Linked DNA regions of Mus musculus: region 2 is linked to region 1. A link is a contact called in public HiChIP or PLAC-seq data. All regions are on one chromosome and are shown on one strand. Each heading gives the region's core, a stretch centred on a gene start, on an enhancer-like site or on the middle of the called end of the contact. The rest is flanking DNA. Distances are from core to core; before and after follow the strand shown. Region 1 overlaps Pinx1 (PIN2/TERF1 interacting, telomerase inhibitor 1). Region 2 overlaps Kif13b (kinesin family member 13B).

Region 1 (4,111 bases), core at 756-3,255:
TAAAACAGGGACTGAGAAATTACTGCTGTGGGTTCTCATGTTCACCTAAGTAGATTTATTTTCACATTTCTAAGAAGTTGGGCAAGAGAACCAAATGAAGACTATATCATAGCATGTGAAACTACATGAATTTCAAATAACTATAAAGCCCAAATTTCCTCAGTAAAATATTTGTGGAAATATTTTCTCTTTAGTTACACAAGTACTTGTTACAGGTGCTGGGTGAACATCTGCCTAATGGATATATTTTAAAATACAATCTGCTTTTAAAACCACAGTACTGACAGCTTTTGGAAATACCAGCTGTTTTGTTCTCTCTCTCTCTCTCTCTCTCTCTCTCTCTCTCTCTCTCTCTCACATACACACACACACACACACACACACCCATCCTTGGTTTCTTTTTGGTATTAAGGTTCGAATGTGTTCCCTGAAAGTTCACGTGTTGGAAACTAAACCTTAATACTCACAGGTTAAGAATATTTGAAGGCAGGGCCTTTGGAGGTAGTGAAGGGCCACAGGCTTAGATGAGTGACTTTCCAAGAAGACTAAGAGACATGAGCTCATACGTTTGTTACTGTGTGATGCTTGCAGCCATAGGAGGAAGGCCCTCATCAGATACTGGTACCTTGCTATCAAAATTCTCAGCCTTTGAGAGATAAATCTTTGTTCTTTATAAATTGCCTCAGGTATTCTGCTAAGATGGCAGAATATAAACTAAGTGGAAAATTCTAGTAAATTGCTTGCCATTCTGAATCAGTGCAATGAAATCTTGTCCATCTGCCTAGATCATGAATCATCTTTTGCCCAGTGAATCTATACTATATAAGCTATCTGCACTTTTGTCATTTTGATGGCTGCCTATGCAATGAGATGTTGTGATAGCATAGTACTGTGTTCAGGGATCCTCCTCCTCTTTTTCCTCCCTTTCTCTTCCCTTCTTCTTTTTGGGTAAGAGCTCATGGGGTCTAGGCTGGCCTCACTCCCTGTGAAACAGAGTCACCTTGAACTTCTGATCCTCCTGCTTCTACCTTCTGAGTGCTGGGATTACAGGCATGTACTACAATGTCTGGTTTATGTGGTGGGGAGTATGGAATCCAGGCATTGCTCATTCTAGACAAGCACTCTAGCAACCGAGTTACATTCTCGAGCCCCCTTATTTCTCTCAATGAACTTTAAAGTCTAAAGCATAAGAACAGCAATGCTGGCAACTTGAATATGCCAAAACTGTAAAGTATATCTTTTAGGTGAAAGGCAGAAGTTCTTAGGGGAAGAAGATGAACCGTATACTGGGGTTGCTAAGGTCTATAGTCAAAATGAATCTTCTACCAAACTTGTGGCTATAGAGGAAAACATTCTTGGTACTGTTGCACTTCAGGCAGTAGGAATGGCTCCTTCCACCCAAGGCTGCAGGCACTTCCAAGGTCTCAGGAACACACCCACCTTGAGCAATGGGAGACAGCTGGAAACCCTTGGAACTGAGGGAGGGCTTTAGCAGTCTTTTGCTAATGACGAAGGCTAACCTAGCAGGACTGGGCCACTGTGGGCTTTCAAAGAGCAGGGAACAATACTCCTGGAAAACACAGGTGATCTGCCATGAATGAGAACTCTGGGTCACCCTGGGAGCGTGCAGAGGTTTCCTTCGAGTTAGGCACTGGGTTTTTCCTTGGAATTCATACACAGACAAATGGCCCTCTGTGTAGGAATGGAAGCAAATAGCAACTCACTTTCTGCAGGCCAAGCTCCTCACGTGAATGCCAATGTTAACAAAGCTGCACATTCCTCTCTTTACTTCTTTTCCACTCGCCTGTCAGCTGCTTAAGCTACCTCTCATTAGGAAAAGCCAACATAAACATGTTTTAGAAGGACCATTCTCCATGGCAACAACTTTTCAAGTCATGACATCAGAATCACTGACAAGTCATGCCACCTCTGGGGAAAAGAGAGGAAGGAATAGAGCAGTTTCCGGCCTCCCTGAAAGGTCCTCAGGCTTAGAAGCTGCAGTGACTCACATGGCAGCATCTCATCTCATACTGGCCACAAGATAAACGAGGCTCTTCCAAAGCAGAAGTGATCAATGTGACATAGGCACCAACTTCTTTGAATGAAATCTAAAAATAATCCACATTGACTGTTGTTTATAATTCTAGGTCAACTGGTTCTCCCCCAGAAGCAGGACACATGGCTTCCACTAACAGCTGTGTAGGGCTCCCATCTTCCAGGGAGTTCTGGTTCCTCCATTTCTCCTCTACAGGAGACTGAAAAAAGTCACACAGGAAACTTAACAGCTCAAATCCTAAAAGTGCAAAGTAGTTTAAAAAGACTTTAGACTGTTGTAAATATTTTAAAATCACTGCATAAGGTATCAGAACTCGTTAAGGTGTGAAACTTTAGAGAGCAGGGTCTTAAGAGCAAAGATCTTTGTAGAGTACAACACCTTCATTAGACATAATTGGTCAGGGTGCTACTCAAATAAACACGTTTAAGAGAATAAAATTGCAAAGACCCAAGGGACTTCTCACTTCTTGTATACTATTTAAGGTTACTACCTTCACAGACTCTTTTTAACTCTGTAGGAGTCAGTCTAGACAATCATTTAAAATATATTCTTAGGAATAAATGTGGCAGGGAAAAATGAATTAGAATTCTGACTACAGTGACTCTGACTAAGCGGACCGTAGCTCCCTTCCCTTCTTGAGCTCCTAGAGCTCCTAGGGCAGCACAGAGCACAAGTGGAAAACAGCAGCTAAGCTTGACAGCCTAGACTATTTCACATCACATCCTTTAGCAACAAGTAACTAACAAGCGTTCAAGAATAAAACCAGATTGTTAATATTATGTAGTAGATGCAACATTGAAGTGTATACAATCTCAACTTTAGGCAGTTGTTCATTAAAACTATTCAAGCAATCACTTCTTCCAAAGACATTAACACATAACAACCCTTGATCCTCAACACTCAAGTCTGAAGTTGAAAACCCATTTTCTGAGACACCTACTGGGATAGATAGGTAAGCAAGGAGGAACTCAAGGCTGGACTGCAGAGAGGACAGGGATGGCTTAGTTATCCCTACTCCTACAGATGGCATGCCAGGAACATGTCCTCTCTGCTAGCTTTCCCCATGCTCTAAGTCAAAGGAAGGCTCCGTGTCACCCTATTTTTATGATGCCATAGGCTGAAAACCTACGAGAGAATGTCACGGCCATCTCCATAGACAGAGGGCACATGAGCTGTTATTCTACTCTTCTGCTCCCTCAACCAGGCCTTCTGGGTGTCACTTTCTCATTATCACAAAGGCCCTGAAAAACAGCAGTTTGACTTGTCAACAAACCCAAACTCAAATCTAATCCTTTCAGACCCAACATGTGTCCTGGCAAAACGCTAAGCAAACAAAGCAGTCCTTGGCCTAGCGCACGGGCACCTGGCAGGCCTCCTCATGCTTGCTGCTTCTGTGTGCCTGTCTAAAGCGTTTTGCTGTGCAAAAGCTACATGTGCCCACCAGGAAGGCAGCTCACTCCTCAGTGGTGCTGCTGAACAACTTTGCAGACGGCGGCTACAACCCACTTTCTCCTTCTAGGCTACTCCAGACTGAGGCCAGCCCAATCCTGTTTGAAGTTCTGGCTGCCAGGAGATGGCCGTTTATGTCCCCTGTCTGAGGACAGGAAAAGGACTGAGCCGTGTGCGAGGGAGAGATAAGAGCTGAGATTTCTGTCCTCAGTCCTTTATCAGCCCTTCCTGCAACTTTCCAGAGCAGACAGCAACATGACAGGCACCGAGCTGAGTTAGCTTGGGAGGCCTGGGCTCCCATGGCTTCTGATGAGGATCAAGGTAGGGAGGGGTGTGCAATGAGCTAAGAGAAAGTTTTTCCTTTATCTTAAAATAGTTTGGCTCAAACAAAATTGCCCTTTTCTCTGTTTAGACACACAGCTATCACATCTGCTTGTTAAAGTGCAACAACAGATATGGGTTTTCATAACTTCCTTCTGGGTGAAATGAAGCATTGCTTTCCTTGTGTAGGTCCCTGCCCACAGTTCTGTGCTACCAGCTCTTGGGCACGTAGCACAGGGCCCGTCCAGTGGGGGTCCTCAGGCTGGTGCCTGTAAAGTTCCGGCT
Region 2 (4,111 bases), core at 914-3,413, 750 kb before region 1:
CCGGCACCTGTAACAGCTAACTCAACAGGTGCAGATACAGTACCTGGCACATCCCCATTGACTCAAGCTGGCTAATGACTCAGAGCATGGTTCATTGTCTCCAACACCTCCCCTAAAACCTGCCTCTCCTGCACTTGTTGGCGAGAGCCACCAGCATGCACCCCGTCATCTAAAGCAGACCTGAGGTGGATTCAGTAAGCTCAGTGCTCCAAGGTGAACACCATCTGAATTCACTTCATTTGTAGCATTCACTGGAACCCCTCTACATCAGCACCATGGGCCTTGGAGGCAAGGAAGACAGCCAGGACTGTTTGCAGTGCATGCTCAAACCCAAGCCCTACTGCTCTACAACTGTCATTACTTACTGCACAAGCATCTGCAGCCTGATCACGAACTGGCCTGTGCCACCTGCTGTTACCTAAGTTCCTCTGGTCAGGATAGTGACTTACCAGCATGGTGACTCGTGCCTGTGTTTACTCATCACTACGGATGCTGAGGTAGGACTGTTGTAAGTTTGAAGCCAGCCTGACTCTCACTAGGTTGTACAGTGACACCCTATGCAAAGGGAAGAAAGACCATTCCTCTCAGAATTGCCAGGTTCCTCTGACTACCATCTGTCTTCAGATCTGCCTGGTTCCTGAGAGGCCCAGGAAAAGCACAAGTTCTGATGGCAGGCACCCAAAATACTAGTTTGATTATCCTACAAGGCTAATAATCCCCTTCTCGCTCTCTCTTTCTCTCTCTCTCTTTCTTCTCTCCCCCCCCCCCTTTTTCCTCTTCTCTGCCCTTCTACCCGATTCGCCACCCCTCTGCCTCTGCACAATAAACCTCTCCCACGTGGAACCACCTTAAAAAAATAATCCCCTTCTCTGGGATTGTGAAATATAGAAATTCTACGAAAACATTTCAAAGTTCAGCTTGAAGAATACAGTAAGCCTGTGCATTTTCTAAAAACTATTTGTGGGCCAGGTATAGCAATGCACACATTTAATCCCATCAGATGATAGGCAAAAGCAGTCTCATCTCTGTGAGCTCGCTCAAGGCCAGCCTGGTCTACATAACAAGTACCAGAACAGCCAGGGCTACAAACTAAGATTCTATCTAAAGAAACAAACAAAAACCAAAGCTACAACTGTGCACCAGGTAATAGTGCGCGTTTAGTTTCAGGCCCCAGAACAAATGGCTGAGGTGCATATTTTACATATCACAGCAGACCTGCACTGCAAGTTCTCCTAGCATCCCTCAGTCCCTACCTGGTACACTCAACCCCTCTACCTTGAACTTTCCATTCCAGCCCAGGGGCTGAGCTGCTCTTCCCTATATTATCCAGACATTTTGGTCTCTTGCCTATCTTCCTCCCTCTCTGCCTGAGGCTGGCTTGCTCTCTCTCTCTCTCTCTCTCTCTCTCTCTCTCTCTCTCTCTCTCTCCCCTCCCTTCCCTATTGTCTCCCTTCCCATGTGACTTCCCTGGTCTCCTTCCTTGGGCCCAGTGAATTTGCCTACCAGAGAACAGTTTCCCAATAAACTTACTTATATATACTCTAATCTGGCTTCAACTGGCTCACTGCACTGACGAAGAATAACTTATCAGTACACGTACACGCCAGCACTTGGGACGCTGAAGCAGAAAAATGGCAAGTTTGCAAACACCCTGCGCTACTTAGATGTTTGCCTTGTGGAGGGAAAAAAACCAAAACCAAAAAATACCAAAGACAGTAAACTCTGTAACTCACAATAGAAAATAGGAAGTCCTGGGACTGGGCTAATGATAAAGCCACATGAAACATGAAAGGCCCTGGGTTAGAGTCCCAGCAACAAACAGGAACTCAGCACAGCTACTGGAGCAGGTCTTTGGAAGATCCCTATCAGAGGACCAGCAAGATAATCCAGTCCACAGAAAGTGCTTACTGCAATCCTGACAGAGTTTGAGTCCCTGGACCTACACACTAGGTGGGGAAAAAAAAAAAAAAAATCAACTTCCACAAGCCCCAGCACTCCAGAAGAAAAACAGAAACAGTAGTTACTATAGTTTTTCTTCACCCAATACTTAAACTGGATAGGTTAATGAATACCATTTTCTAAGGCTTCCACAGCTTGCATGAGTGAAAACCATTCAGTCATGGATCTTCATATGCTTCCCCACAAGGCACTGTTCATCTCTGCCAAGTTTGTTCAGAGAACATGTCCTGCCATCAGTAAGCAGAGATCAATAAATCCTTTTCCACTCAATAAACGCCTCAATTCATCTCCTTAAGTAATAGCTTTATCAGTGCCTTCTCCCGCATTCAGAACTGAAGAAGTGGAAAAGTGAGGGATTAGTCATGGTTTTACAGAGGTGACAGAAATGGTAACACAGGTTGTAACAAAGATGCCTATACCTTCAGCAAAGGGCTCCAGTCCTCTGTGTACAGACCCAAGTTTCTGTCCCTGGACTGACAGCAGGAATAGTGTTGTAATGGTGGGGGTGTCTCACTGGATATTGGCACATCATGCAGATGTGTGCAAACAACTACTTTCTGTTTCAGCAAACACTGTCAGAAATTTCCAGCCTCAGCCACCTGTGGTTCCACATTTGTCAGACATCTTTCTGAAAGATCCAAAGCCTCCCTATGATCAACACCAAGGTCAAAACCACCTGGCTTGGCCCCTCACTTCCTAGAGAACTCTTCCTATCTCCTCCTTGATAGACAGGGCCTTCTAAGTTTCCCATTTCTGAAGTTGCCCCGTATCTTCTGAATCAAGGCTACTTGAGTATGGCGAGCCTCCTCTGACTTCTTGTTCACCTGGTTTCATGTCTATCAAGTAGGTTTTAGACCTGCTCAACTATGGCAAGGACTCAGCCATCTATTGAGTCTTCTGAGCTTGCATGCAAGGCAACCCAGCAATCTTTCTCCTTCATGCCTGTGGCCAAATGAAGTCTAGAGAGCTCTGGACCAGCCACCTAAGATGACTTCTGGCCTAGCTGTCCCCAGGAGTCCCGAGCTCCTCCCAGCCCTCCTCACCCCTTCCTCCAGTCAACCCTGCAGAATCCGCCTTTAGGACAGGCCAATCTAGTCTCTGCTGCCTAAACAGGCCTTACTCCTTCGTGCCTTTGTGCTTGGCTTCCTCCTCAAAGAACCAAGGCCTTCCCCTCCCACCCAGGGAAATCACAGGCCTCCTGCTGGGAATGTTTGTAACCCAGATCTGCCCTCCAGGAGCAGTGAAGTCTTCCCTAATCACCAGGTATGCAGAGGTCTTTCACTCCTCTAAATTCCTACGTGTCACTGTCACTCACCTGGCACTTAATAAGTAGCAGTGTGCTCTACCTGTTTATCTTTTTTTCATCATCTCTCCTCACATGACAGTCATTTCCTCATACAGAAACCATACAGCACACTTGAAGACACAGACAACTCAGGGCAACACAAACAAGGTCTTTGGCAAAATCCTTTCCACAAGAGCAATCCATTTCCTTTCACAGCTTCTGCTAGCCCTGGTCCCCTGGCTACATGGTTTCTAGTCACCAATGGCCACACTAATAGAGTTACACACAGGGGTTCAAGTTCTGCTCTCCCCATAGCATGTCTGTCTTGGCTGGCACAGCTTTCAATGCCTACATCATAGTCCCTCCACTTTACCACCAGGACCAGGATATCTGGAAGTTTCTGACTTTTTTTTTGTGTTTTATCTTTAAATGTTGCCTAAAGCCAACTTTAAGCTCGTTGGAAATACCTTCTGAAACAGAGTTATCACACACGCTCAGGAGCTTCTGGCTCAACTTCTGGCATAATTTTCTGTTCCATTCCTTTAGCAAAAGTATTTTCCAAACACTTTATAATGGTTTTATTTTTCCTGGCTAATCTTACACATATTTTTTAAATTGGCAGTTCCTTGATTGAAGCTCCCATGCAATCTAGTATGAACTAGAAACCTGGCAAGTAGTCAATATCCATTTGCCTATTAAATATTTTTTTTTAACTACCCAATGTAAACTATCAAATCCCTGAAAAGGAGACTGTCCCTAATCTAAAGGGACCTGTGCTTAGAAACCCTTCGGAGAGGCTGAGGAGATGGTTCCGTGGTTACAAGCACTAGCTGCTTTAGCAGAGGACCCAAGGTTCAATTCCCAGAA

Evidence for each region. HiChIP or PLAC-seq counts read pairs in DNA pulled down with a chosen protein or histone mark.
Region 2: an H3K4me3 HiChIP or PLAC-seq map of bone marrow-derived macrophages shows a contact between it and region 1, with 5 times the contacts expected there. The contact joins two enhancer-like sites.

What each region holds. Positions count from the first base shown.
Region 1 is chr14:63,908,300-63,912,410 of GRCm38.p6, reverse strand. The region is part of intron 6 of Pinx1 (PIN2/TERF1 interacting, telomerase inhibitor 1); the gene reads right to left. Among named protein-coding and RNA genes, the nearest start is that of Sox7, 33 kb to the left of the region's middle. Within about 2 kb of position 2,005, at least 26 of the 459 cell types and tissues checked have an H3K27ac peak or open chromatin away from gene starts, as enhancers often do. A contact at or near this core is called in bone marrow-derived macrophages, where this site is marked.
Region 2 is chr14:64,656,198-64,660,308 of GRCm38.p6, reverse strand. All of the region lies in intron 1 of Kif13b (kinesin family member 13B), which reads right to left. Among named protein-coding and RNA genes, the nearest start is that of Kif13b, 5.7 kb to the right of the region's middle. Within about 2 kb of position 2,163, at least 69 of the 459 cell types and tissues checked have an H3K27ac peak or open chromatin away from gene starts, as enhancers often do. A contact at or near this core is called in bone marrow-derived macrophages, where this site is marked.